2 separate regions of the Triticum aestivum genome follow, and region 1 is linked to region 2. The links are chromatin contacts, called in public Hi-C maps. All regions are on one chromosome and are shown on one strand. Each heading gives the region's core, a stretch centred on a gene start, on an enhancer-like site or on the middle of the called end of the contact. The rest is flanking DNA. Distances are from core to core; before and after follow the strand shown. Region 1 holds the start of LOC123041569 (probable calcium-binding protein CML22). Region 2 has its middle 6.6 kb from the start of LOC123045868.

The links. A called contact is a pair of places that touch in the nucleus more often than the background predicts.
Region 1: a Hi-C map of leaf shows a contact between it and region 2, with 4 times the contacts expected there. The contact joins the promoter of LOC123041569 here to the enhancer-like site in region 2. A contact is called at or near these places in 4 of 5 Hi-C or Micro-C datasets (leaf and an unstated tissue).

The regions. Positions count from the first base shown.
Region 1 is chr2B:532,027,659-532,033,590 of IWGSC CS RefSeq v2.1, reverse strand. LOC123041569 (probable calcium-binding protein CML22) reads left to right here and starts at 1,797. Exons shown (of 1, transcript XM_044464164.1): 1 at 1,797-2,770. The coding sequence starts at 1,885. The coding sequence ends at 2,529. TRNAL-UAA (transfer RNA leucine (anticodon UAA)) reads left to right here and starts at 988; the gene lies at 988-1,071. It overlaps TRNAL-UAA (transfer RNA leucine (anticodon UAA)), which reads left to right and starts at 841; the gene lies at 841-923.
Region 2 is chr2B:531,809,165-531,814,645 of IWGSC CS RefSeq v2.1, reverse strand. It overlaps the pseudogene LOC123039282. Among protein-coding and RNA genes, the nearest start is that of LOC123045868, 6.6 kb to the left of the region's middle. Within about 2 kb of position 3,030, at least 7 of the 8 cell types and tissues checked have an H3K27ac peak or open chromatin away from gene starts, as enhancers often do. A contact at or near this core is called in leaf, where this site is marked.

The DNA.
Region 1 (5,932 bases), core at 548-3,047, 220 kb before region 2:
GTGGCGACTGGGTGGAGCGGTGGAGGCAGCGGAGGTCCTACAAGGGCTTGACGGACGACCAAGGTGGTACAACGGCGACGACCAGGGAGGAAGCAGATGCAGAGAAAGGGAAAAGAGATGAAGACCGGGTCTAGGTGTGGTTTTGGGTGGGCCGGGGGTGTCGGAGCTTGACGTAGCGGCGGTCCGGACCCCCGCAAAGCCTCCTTAGTTTGCTTTCGGTTTATGAGAAAATGGACACGCGAACTGGTCTGTAGACTGATGCGGGACAATGTTGGATGTCAACGCATCCGGACAGCACTGTTCCGGATGTTTGCTGGCGATTCGAGGGTCTGCTTTTGGAGATGCCGTAACCTGGCCAGATTTTTTATTCTCAAAACAGAAGTCAAATGTATTTTATATTGCTTCATGTATTAGTTTTCAGCTTCTAGTTCCATCGTGGCAACAAGTCTGGGACAAAGCATATAGCACACCGAAATAAAGAATAGAATGCTGCATTTTTAAGTTATGTGGAAATCATATGCCTCGTAATAATTCAAAAGTTAAATTTAATAATTTCAAAAATACCAAAGAATTTCCCTCCCCTCCCCGTATTGCTCTTCTCTTATTTTCCACATATATACACCATATTTCAGACTTTTTCAGTAGCTCTCCTCTTTTCTTATTTTCCATATATATATATATACACGAATAGCAACGTTGATCAACTATAGCAAGCCCCATATTTCTACCCAGGCATTAAATAAAGTGTCATTTTGCCTCTACTGTTATTTAGCATGACCATATGTGAGTTTGTGCAATCATAGTATATTTTACGGAACATGTATCTTTGTCACAGCAAGAGCTGGTTTGCCCGAGTGGTTAAGGGGGAAGACTTAAGATCTTCTGCACATAAGTGCGCGTGGGTTCGAACCCCACAGCCAGCATGTTTTTTTGTTTACCTTTTTTTTACGTTTAAATAGAGCTACAGTGAGAAATTGGCATCGATATGCTGGTTTGCCCGAGTGGTTAAGGGGGAAGGCTTAAGATCTTCTGCACATAAGTGCGCGTGGGTTCCGAACCCCACAGCCAGCATTTTTTTTGTTTAATATTAATATTGACATGCAAAAAAACACACACATGTATTTTTTCCAAAATATGTAAATGCGACTTTTGCCAATTTCGTGAAATGGGTTCATACGTAGACATGTCCAGAGTAGCATGTTCCTATACATGGAACAGTACTTTGGTTCGAACCCCACAGCCAGCATTTTTTTTGTTTAATATTGACACGCAAAAAAACACACACATGTATTTTTTCCAAAATATGTAAATGCAACTTTTGCCAATTTCGTGAAATGGGTTCATACGTAGACATGTCCAGAGTAGCATGTTCCTATACATGGAACACGTACTTTCAGAACAACGTATTCATACCGTTGTTCGTCCTTTATTTTTGCGAGTCATACCGTTTTTCTGTGGGATATATTACATATTACTAGTATTTACATCTAGGCTAGGGAAACCCCAGTAACAAATTAAGTAAGACAAAATGACGCTTTATTTGGAAGTCAAATAAGACCCGGGAAAATAGAGTCGGTCCGAAATTCTTCATCGACTGAACTCTTTTTAAATGTTTTTTTTTGCGTGTCAAAAGTTAGACAAGAAATATGCTGGCTGTGGGGTCCGAACCCACGCGCATCGACTAAACTCTTGACATACAAGGACACGGAAGCACTTTATCCCTTTTACAAGAAAAAGAAAGAAAGACGCGAGAAAGTGGTATAAATAGAACCCTGGTCCACGGCAAAAGCTTTGCGCCACCACCACCACCAAACTTCTCCCCCACCCAACTCGACTCGAGCGATCTTCAAAGCCTCCACAGCGAGCAAAGCAACACCACCCTCCATGCCACCCTCCGGCCTCCTCTCCTACATCCCGACCAGCCTCTCCTCCATCCTCCCGGTGCGCGGCTGCGCCGCGCCCCCCTCGCCGTCGCCTCCAACTCCGCCGGCGTCCCCGGCCCCGAGCAAGATGTCGCCCTCGGTGAAGGCGGCGGACCGCGCGGAGCTGGCGCGCGTGTTCGAGCTGTTCGACCGGAACGGCGACGGGCGCATCACGCGGGAGGAGCTGGAGGACTCGCTGGGCAAGCTGGGCATCCCCGTGCCGGGGGACGAGCTGGCCGCCATGATCGCGCGCATCGACGCCGACGGCGACGGGTGCGTGGACGTGGAGGAGTTCGGCGAGCTCTACCGCACCATTATGTCGACGGGCAGCGGCGGGGCGAAGGGCTCGTCGGGCGAGGAGGCGGAGGCGGAGGAGGACGACGAGGACATGCGGGAGGCGTTCCGTGTGTTCGACGCCAACGGCGACGGGTTCATCACGGTGGACGAGCTGAGCGCGGTGCTGGCGTCGCTGGGGCTGAAGCAGGGCCGGTCGGCCGAGGAGTGCCGCCGCATGATCGGGCAGGTGGACCGGGACGGCGACGGCCGCGTCGACTTCCACGAGTTCCGCCAGATGATGCGCGGCGGCGGGCTCGCCGCGCTCGCCTGATCGACTACGACTGATGCTGATGAATGTGCGCTTTGTATGCTTGGCTGGTAGCAGGTGTATGTAGATATTTGGCTCGGGCCGGGGGGAATCCGTGTAACCGCTCCCGAAATTCTTCTCGTTTTTTCTGGTTTGTTTGTTCCTTCGCACGCTTATGCTAAGATGTTGATGGGCTTGCCGATTAATGGTTGTACTGCTTGCTGCTCGCAAGAATTACTTGGAAGAACTACAAGGTTTTGTACTATTGTTCGTCGTGTGCATGTAAACACTGTAGCGCATCTCTCGGCGTCAGATTCTGCCAACTCTTGGAGTTGAGTTGAATCCAGCGTCTCAGCTTGGTTATTTGCGAACGTTCCGGCAGAGTCTCGCTGCTGGCCTGCGTGCTTCATGCCACTGGATCTGAAATGTGCAATTGTGCACCCCAAGAGGCAAGAGTTGAGTTGACACGTCCCTTTTCCCGCTATTTTGCCATTAATTGCACTTCACGATGCATGTGATGATGAACACAGTGGCTACCCCAGACGAATTAGATATTTGTGTCTTCCCGCCAATTTTTTTTTTGTGTCCTCTCTCCCCTAGACTAGAGTAGGAGCATTGCAGCAAAGAGCTAGCGGCACAGCGATCTGCCAGTCGGCCGATCGACGCGCTTCCTGCGGGGCCCGCCCCATGTAACAGAGCGACGCGTAGGCCACGTCGCCGATCGATCGTGCGCCCACGGCCGCGCACACCTCCCTGGCGCCTGGCGGAGTGACGGGGACGCGTGCCATATTGCGACAGGTCAGCCATTCCCCACACGATCGGCCCACGCTGCGTGCGTGCACGAGGCCGATACGGCCGTTGAAGGCGCCGCGGGCGTGGGTGGGCGCGTGGCGGTGCATGGGCCGTTCGGCGGCCAAACCGGCGGACGTGGCTTGGTCGGCCATAGTCAGTCACACACAACCTTCAACCTGGCCTAAAAATGGCTGACGTCCGTGTGCGTCGCGATTGGAAGAAAACACATGTGAACGTCAGTTCAGGGGATGACCTTGGAAGGGTTTCAACCTCTGTTTTTCCTTTTTGACAATCGGATGGTTTTACGTGTTCAAGGTCAAGCCTTCAAACTTCAAAGGAGTATGTTGCACCCGGTCCTGGCCTCATTGAGCCGTCAACGCAGCTGCATAACGAATTTACGAATTACTACGACGACAGAGATGCAGATGCAGAGCGACGTGACGTGATGTGCTTGGTCGTCGTGCCGGCGGCCTGTTGCCTGATTCAACGTCGCACACGGCCTGGTAAGAGTACACGGCAGGTAATGATGCAGCCAGGGTGACCAGCAAGTTAATCCCGCCACTCTGACTCGTTCGGTTTCAGGATTGGTCACGGCATGTCAAAATCCCCTGCTTTATGGCGCGTCAACAACAGCAGTTATCCCTGACAGTGCATGCCAATAGTTACGTCCAAGGTCCTCATAAATGCGAAATCCTGCATTCTGCGGCAGATTGTCGATCATTCGCACAAAGAGGCAGCGGCCTGCGAACAAAATGGGCCGCCCCGTAACCAACGCGCGCAACAGTACCCGGTATTACGAAACTTGTACCAGTTTTCCAACCGGTTTTTTTTTTCTGGTTTTAGGAACCTTCTAGGACGTTCCTGAACCTGTTTCTTTTTCCTTTTTGTTTTTTTGTTTTTCATTTTTCTTTTGTCCTGTTTCCTTTTCCTTTTCTCTCCTTTTTTTCGTTTCCTTTCCTTTTTCGTTTTTCTTCTTTCTGTTTCTTTTTTTTTATTCCTGTTTTTCCAAAAAAGTTCATACCTTCAAATATTGCTCGCTTCTTTTACAAAAAGTTCAAAAACAAAAAATAAAGAATTTCATATTCAAAAAATGTTTGCATTTTAAATATTTGTTCACAAATTCCAAATATGTTCGGGTAATTTAAATATTGTTCCCACTTTCCATTTTTTTTTACAAATCCAAAGAATGTTCATGTATTCAAAATTAATTCACTATTCTAAAAATTCTTGGCTATTTTTTTCACAAATTCAAAAAATGTTCGGGCATTTCAAAAAATGTTCCCACTTTCAAAAATTGTCACAAATTCAAAAACGTCCATGCTTTCAAAATTTGTTTGCAAATTAAAAAAATGCTTATGTTTTCAAAATTTGTTCGCAGATTTAAAAAAATTATGTTCTCAAAATATGTTCACAAACTCATAAATGTTCAGACGAATTTTCAAATATGTTCATAACTTCAAAAATGATGGTGTAAGGGCATATTTATCCCCAAGGTGTTTTGGTGATTGATGGCAATGCTTTTGCGGACTAATCGTGTGCGTTGAGTTTTTCAGAGATTCATCCTTTGGCACGAGACGATTCCCTCCCCTCGGTGTTGTATTCAAGACGGTGTAGCTCCTTCGTTTCTCTGTTGGTGGACTAGTTTCGTAGGAGTCACCATACTATCAAGAGGGGATCCGCTTTGGTAAGGCTAGGGTGGAATCAACACGTACACATCCTTATTGCACCCGCTGTTCCTTTCCGCTTCAATGGAGTTCTCCTTCCTCTCCTAGCTTGCCCTGACTGGTCCCAGCGGTAGTACTGCGGGCCACAGCGGTAGTACCGCCAAAGCACATCAAGCATTAGTACCGCTCCTCAGCGGTAGTACCGCTTGCTGTCTTTCGCCGTAGTACCGCTGAGGCTCCGGGCTACTAACGCCTCGACTCGAGGCCTCTTTTTCTCGTGTCGGGTTGTGCGGTACTAGCTGCGGCAGTAGTGGCGGTAGTACCGCTCCCAAGCGGTAGTACCGCCCTTACCACCACGGTAGTACCGCTCTGGGTCCAGAACGCTGCTCCCCTCATGTGCGCGGTAGTACCGCTAGGAGGGGACAATAGTACCGCTGGTTCAGCGGTAGTACCGCTCTCTGCGGGGCTGCTTGGGGGGTAACAGTTGGATTGTTCCCCCCACTATATAAAGGGGTCTTCTTCCCCAAAGTTGACCTACCTCTTCCCCCAAAAAGCTCCATTGTTGCTCCAAGCTCCATTTTCGTCCGATCTCTCTCCCTAGCCAATCAAACTTGTTGATTTGCTCGGGATAGGTTGAGAAGGCCCGAATCTACACTTCCACCAAGAGAAATTTGATTCCCCCACTAATCCCTAGCGGATCTTGTTACTCTTGGGTGTTTGAGCACCCTAGATGGTTGAGGTCACCTCGGAGCCATAGTCCATTGTGGTGAAGCTTCGTGGTGTCCTTGCGAGCCTCCAATTAAGTTGTGGAGATAGCCCCAACCTTGTTTGTAAAGGTTCGGTCGCCGTCTTCAAGGGCACCAATAGTGGAATCACGACATCTTGCATTGTGTGAGGGCGTGAGGAGAATACGGTGGCCCTAGTGGCTTCTTGGGGAGCATTGTGCCTCCACACCGCTCTAACGGAGACGT
Region 2 (5,481 bases), core at 1,781-4,280:
TGTTTCCTTCTTGTGTTTTTACCTGCAGTGTTCTTTTTGCTAAACAATGCTTTGACGAGGTCACCTTTAAATCTTTTGAATCACGAGCACCCAGCTATGACAAGACATAGCCAACAAACTAATTGTTCCCAGGTTTTCATCCATGCATGATGTCCACAAACATTTGATGTATATGCTACTTTCAAGACCTGAAAGTTGGACTCGGAGATTGTTAAAATGTTTAGGATTAAATGCTAATCTTGATCAGAGGCAAAATACAAACAAAGAAATAGAAATACAATTTAGAGTATGAACTAACCTCCTCCCATCAGGATTAAATGCTAATTCATTGATTGGTCCAAAATGTCCTTTAACACCACCAATCTCTTCTTCTAAAATCTGAAATTCACAACAAAATCCTGTCACAGAAATTGACAATACCTTGATGCATTCAAATTCAAATTAGAAGAATCACGACAAAATTGTTAGACCACAGTTCTATATTATTTTCTCTGTTTATCACAACCAAAATGGGTTTTAGTTTATATAAACAACAATATATTCTCTGAAGTGTTAGTTGTTTTCTTTTATTTCTTTGAAACTCTCTCAAGTTGTACTCACAACATATTACAAAGAGGTTTGTATGGTGGCTCCTGTACAGGAGTATTTATTTGAATTACATGGAGTATTTTATTTGAATAATTTGGTGTGTTACCAGGAGATACCAGCTAGCGCCATGTTTTTGTTCATTTATGAATTGGATCTTGTTTTGGTTCAAAATTCAGGAGATACCAGCAAGCAGCTATGTTTCCTAGACCATTTGTTGATCTGTTAATTTATTCTTGGTGTGTTGCTGTTCCAAGAAGCAAGTATTGAGATGTCTACTGTTTGTGAAAACCTACAGTTGACAAGGGCCAGCCCTATATCCCAAAATGCCTACAATAGTGTCTGCGAACAATAATCCCTTGGAGATAAACTGAGGCTGCTACCTATGAAAAGTCCAGCCCTACTGCAATTTGTTAAATCTGCACATCAACCGAATTCAGAAACAGAATATAAGCCAGCCCTAGTTCATCATTGTAGGCCAGCATGAAACACACTCTAAAAAAAGCCTAAAAAGCCACTATTATTGTCTTACTGCTATTGTTTGAAGTTGAAGTCTACCCTGTTTTACTCCAAAGTCAATTCAGGTTTATTTAAATTGACAGCAGCGTAGTCATCTCAACAGCACCTTAGTCAACCTGTAAAATTTACAACAAATCCAATTCGTATTGAACAGCGCCGTACTGTAATTTGCTGCAATTTATTCCAAAGAATCGACTAAATCAGCTTGTACCAGCACTTGAAGATGACTACAGTACATCAACTTCTACTCCGAGGAGTACCATCTTGTCTACAACAAAGAATTGACTACTCCGAGGGGACAAATCTGGAGAATCACTTGGAATAAATCTTTGGAAATTTTAGATTATCACAACAAAGAAGCATTTTTATTCCGTGACTCTGAATTTATGCATAAACGCAGTTTGAAGGCGAAACTGAATCCAATGGTGGACAGCGGGTGGGTTACCTGATGTGCTGGTCGACGACAGGTGTGTGGCGGTCAGAGACTTCTTCTTCTGAATACATTTAACCCAGCCATGAGCCCGTGACTAACTGGGTGATCATTTTATCCTGCAGCTAAGCAAAACCAAAAGAGCACTGCTGCCCAGCATGCCAGCTCTTTTGGAAAAAGAGAAGTGCTACCAACTTATTTTCTCCTAGCATTTCATTTGATAATGGGGTTGGATTTGATCAAAGCAAAAAGCCATGCCTTACTCTATCAGTTACATGCTTACAACTAATGAAAACCATTTGCGATTCATGAAAACTACGGCCAAGGAATAAAAGGAAAAGAAACACGGTGGTCATGGGCGCCTGAGTTTCATCACCATCGAAAAACACCATGGGAAAAGTACTATAGGGATTGAAAGGGGAAGAGATGACATGGTCGCTACTTACCAACGGATGGAGCAGAACGTTGTCTTGGAGATAGGGCGGAGAAGGGCGGGGCTGGTAGCAGGAAGACCAACGACGGCAGGCAGGAGAGCAATGGGGGATCTCGAACCGGCATGGAACTGGCGGCGTAGGGCCCCGCGCCACCGTGCCGCAGGCTCAGGCGCGACCTCGTACGCCGACAGTAGGCCCATATGCGTCCACGCCCCTGGCAGCGGCGGCGGCGGCAGCTCCCGCGTACCTCTCGCCGCCGAGGATGAGGGGCGGCGCGTAGAGCAGGTTCGCGTGAGGGAGGCGAGGCAGGCACTGGAGAGGCGGGGGGGTGCCGGGTTCCTGCGGCGGGGCTCCCCTGGCGCGCGACGGGCGGCGGCTCCGATGGGGCGGCTCCCGGGGCGATGGGCGCGGCGACCGACGGCGGCTGCAGGAGGCGGCGAAGGGCGCAGCGGGGCGGCTCCGGTGGCTGGGGAGGCGACGACCCGCAGCGGGACGGCTCCCGCGGCGGGGGCGTGCTCCCGTGGCTGGGTAGGCGGCAACCCGCGGCGGGGGCGGGCCCCCGCGGCTGGGGAGGCGGCGAACGGCGCGGCGGGGGCGGGCTCCCGGCGACCTGCGGCGGCTTCCCGTGGCTCCGGCGGCGCGAGGCGGCGGTGAAGGGCGCGGCTTCCCGTGGCTCGGCGCGAGGCTGCGGGAGGCGAACTGCGCGGGAGGAGGAGGAGGTCGTGTGGGAGGAGAAGGTGGAGGTCGTGCGGGCGACCGGTTTTGTTAATGCGGGGCGATTAGCGGTCGATTGTGGCTTGTTGCGTGGTTGATAGCGTTAAACACAGAATGATTAAGGGCCATTAGATTTTGATGATGGATGGGTGGGATTGTTTGGATCTGCCTCTCTTTTTCTTTTATAGTGGTAGTAGATAAAGCCTGGAGAACCGCTAGGCAGGTGGAAGGTGCCCACGTCGCCTTTAAATCGCGAATGCCATCGCCTGTTAATTCGGTGCCCCGCAGGGGGCATTTTCGTCATTTCACACGTTGGAGTATAAAAGGGAGCCGCTCCTGTGGAGAAGACCTAGCCGCTGCTCCCCCGCACCCGCACCGCCCCCTCTCCCCTTCCTCCTGCCTCACCTCTCTCCCCCCCTCGACCCGCGCCCGCCTCCCTGCCCCGCCGCCATCCAGATCGCTTCCGCTCGCCCTCGCATCGCCGCGTCATCTCCCCCTCCCTGCCCTCTCGGTGCTAGGCAGGACGAGCGCAGCTCGTTGGACCTAGCCCGCATCTCCCCCGCGAATTAGCCCCCACGACCGTTGTCTCGCCGCGGCCGCCGCCCTCCTGCCTCCTGCCTCCAAGCCCTAAGCCCCTGCCGGATCCGCCGCCCTCCAGGCGCCCAGAGCGAGCTGCGCGCGGAGCCCCGCGTCCTCCGCCTCGAGGCGGACGATGCGGGACGCGAGCGCGATGGAGGTGATCTTGCGCGCCTTCCTGCTCGTCCGGATAGCCGCCGGCCGCTGCAGCCCTTCTCCCCTTCCTCCTCCTTCCTCACTCTGCTCTCTTCCCCGATCCCCTTCCACGAACCCTAGCCTCCTGGTGCCGCCACCCCTTCCTTCCGCATTCGTCCTCCCCTCCCCCCCCCCCCCCCCCCCCCCCCCCCCCTCCCGCGTGCCGCGAGCCCCTCGCTCCTCTTTGTGCCACTGGTGCGGGCGTGGAGGCGAGCTTCTCCGGCGGCGGCTGCGACCTGCAGGAAAAGTACGACCGCGACAGGGCTCGATTCAATCTGTAGGAGAGAGAGAAGATGAGAGGGAGAGAGAGAAGGAAGGAGAGGAGGAAGAAAGAGAGAGGAAAGAGGAGAGGGAGGTGTGGCGACAGACGGGAGAGCGTCACAGGAAGGAGCGCCGCTGGCTCGTCGTCGTGCACACCACACTGTAGTAGAGGCGCCCCTGTACATCCCTCACGCCCGCAGGTTGCTGTGGAAGAAGACGGGCATGGCCGTGGGCTCCATGCGGCTCGAGCTCCGCGACGGCCAGCGCCATGGTTGCTGACCTCGACTGCGACGCCGCGCCCCTTGCCGCCTACTCCCCCTACGACGGGTACGTCTGCCCACCGCGCGCATCTCCTCTTGCTACCTACTGGCTGCTGCTGTTGTTGGACTGATAGTGGATTGCTTTGCAGGTACCGGCTGCACGTCATCAACCTTGACCCCTCGTCGGTGACCTCCGGTGGGTGGCTGGAGGGCACCTCGCTCGTTGAGAAGTACACCATATCGGACGATGCATACGACGAGCTCGGCAGTAAGCTCAGGACACATTCTGTTTTCAGTTTACAAGATGAATCTGGCACCCAGTAGAATTCTTATCATTTGCAAGCAACTCTGACATCTAAAATTTTGTGCAATTGTGCAGCAAACATCCGGAAGTTCAAAGAGAAGATGGTGTCGAAAAACCCTGTATCGGATGATAAGCAAGTAAGTTGCCCATGCTCTGGACTTGTTTGTTCCTTTCAAGGCTTCAACAGGCCTGTTTACTCTGTTTCTTGTCCTCTTTGGCAGTCAGACAATCAGATGGAGGAATTGTGTGCTAACATCAAGGACAGTTCATTTGCTTTACACATGTTTATCAGATTGAGTTTTTCCATATGAAGTGGGATATTGCCAACTAGCCTGCTGATGTTAGCAAGATTTAATAGTTTAGCTTGTTAAGTATTGATGATGTAGCACCGCTGGTCGAGCTACTGTTTCCCCTATATTTAGCGTCTGGTATGGCAACCTTGCTGGATATAATATAGTAGCTGGTAATTCTACCTTAAATTTGTGTTGTTTGCCGGCTAGCATATTGGCTGCGGTAATTTCTACCTATAGAAATAACCCTGATTAGTATGTATGAACCTGTGACTAAATGGGCTTGAGAAACTGCTACCATTGGCTGGGTATTAAAATATTATTTTCACAGTGCATTCTGTTAACTTTGAAGGAATATGTGGACATCCTTACAATGAAAATAAGAAATTAGTTGTGTGTGTTCCTTGATTTTTGCCAACTGGAGCATCAGTTTGGAGTGTTGCAGTGTATATTTCCTTCTATCAGTGACCTGGTTTGACTAGCAGTTTTTTGGATAGAGCACAGTGGCAATTCTTGTCGTAAAATTATGACTATTGAGCAGAGTGTAATTGACTAAGTTTATGAGGAACACGGAGTTGTGCAAAGAAAATTGGTGACTTATTAACTGGGTATTCTGCTTTCAGAGGCATGTGATGTACTTCTTCTGTAACTTAATAAGATGTTTTTTGACACAGTAGGATCCTCTTGATTTCTTCCTCCCTAAATTAATTTTTATTTTGCACCTAGGGTTTGGGATCAGATTCTTGCGAGGACAGCAACAGCAGCCGGCCAGCGTTTGTATTCGCAGAGTTCATGAACGCGCTTCTTCTGTAACTTAATAAGATGTTTTTTGACACTGTATTCGCAGAGTTCATGAACGCTGCAGGTATGCTCATCCTCCCCCATCTCTCTTTCCATCTATCTCTTCATCTAC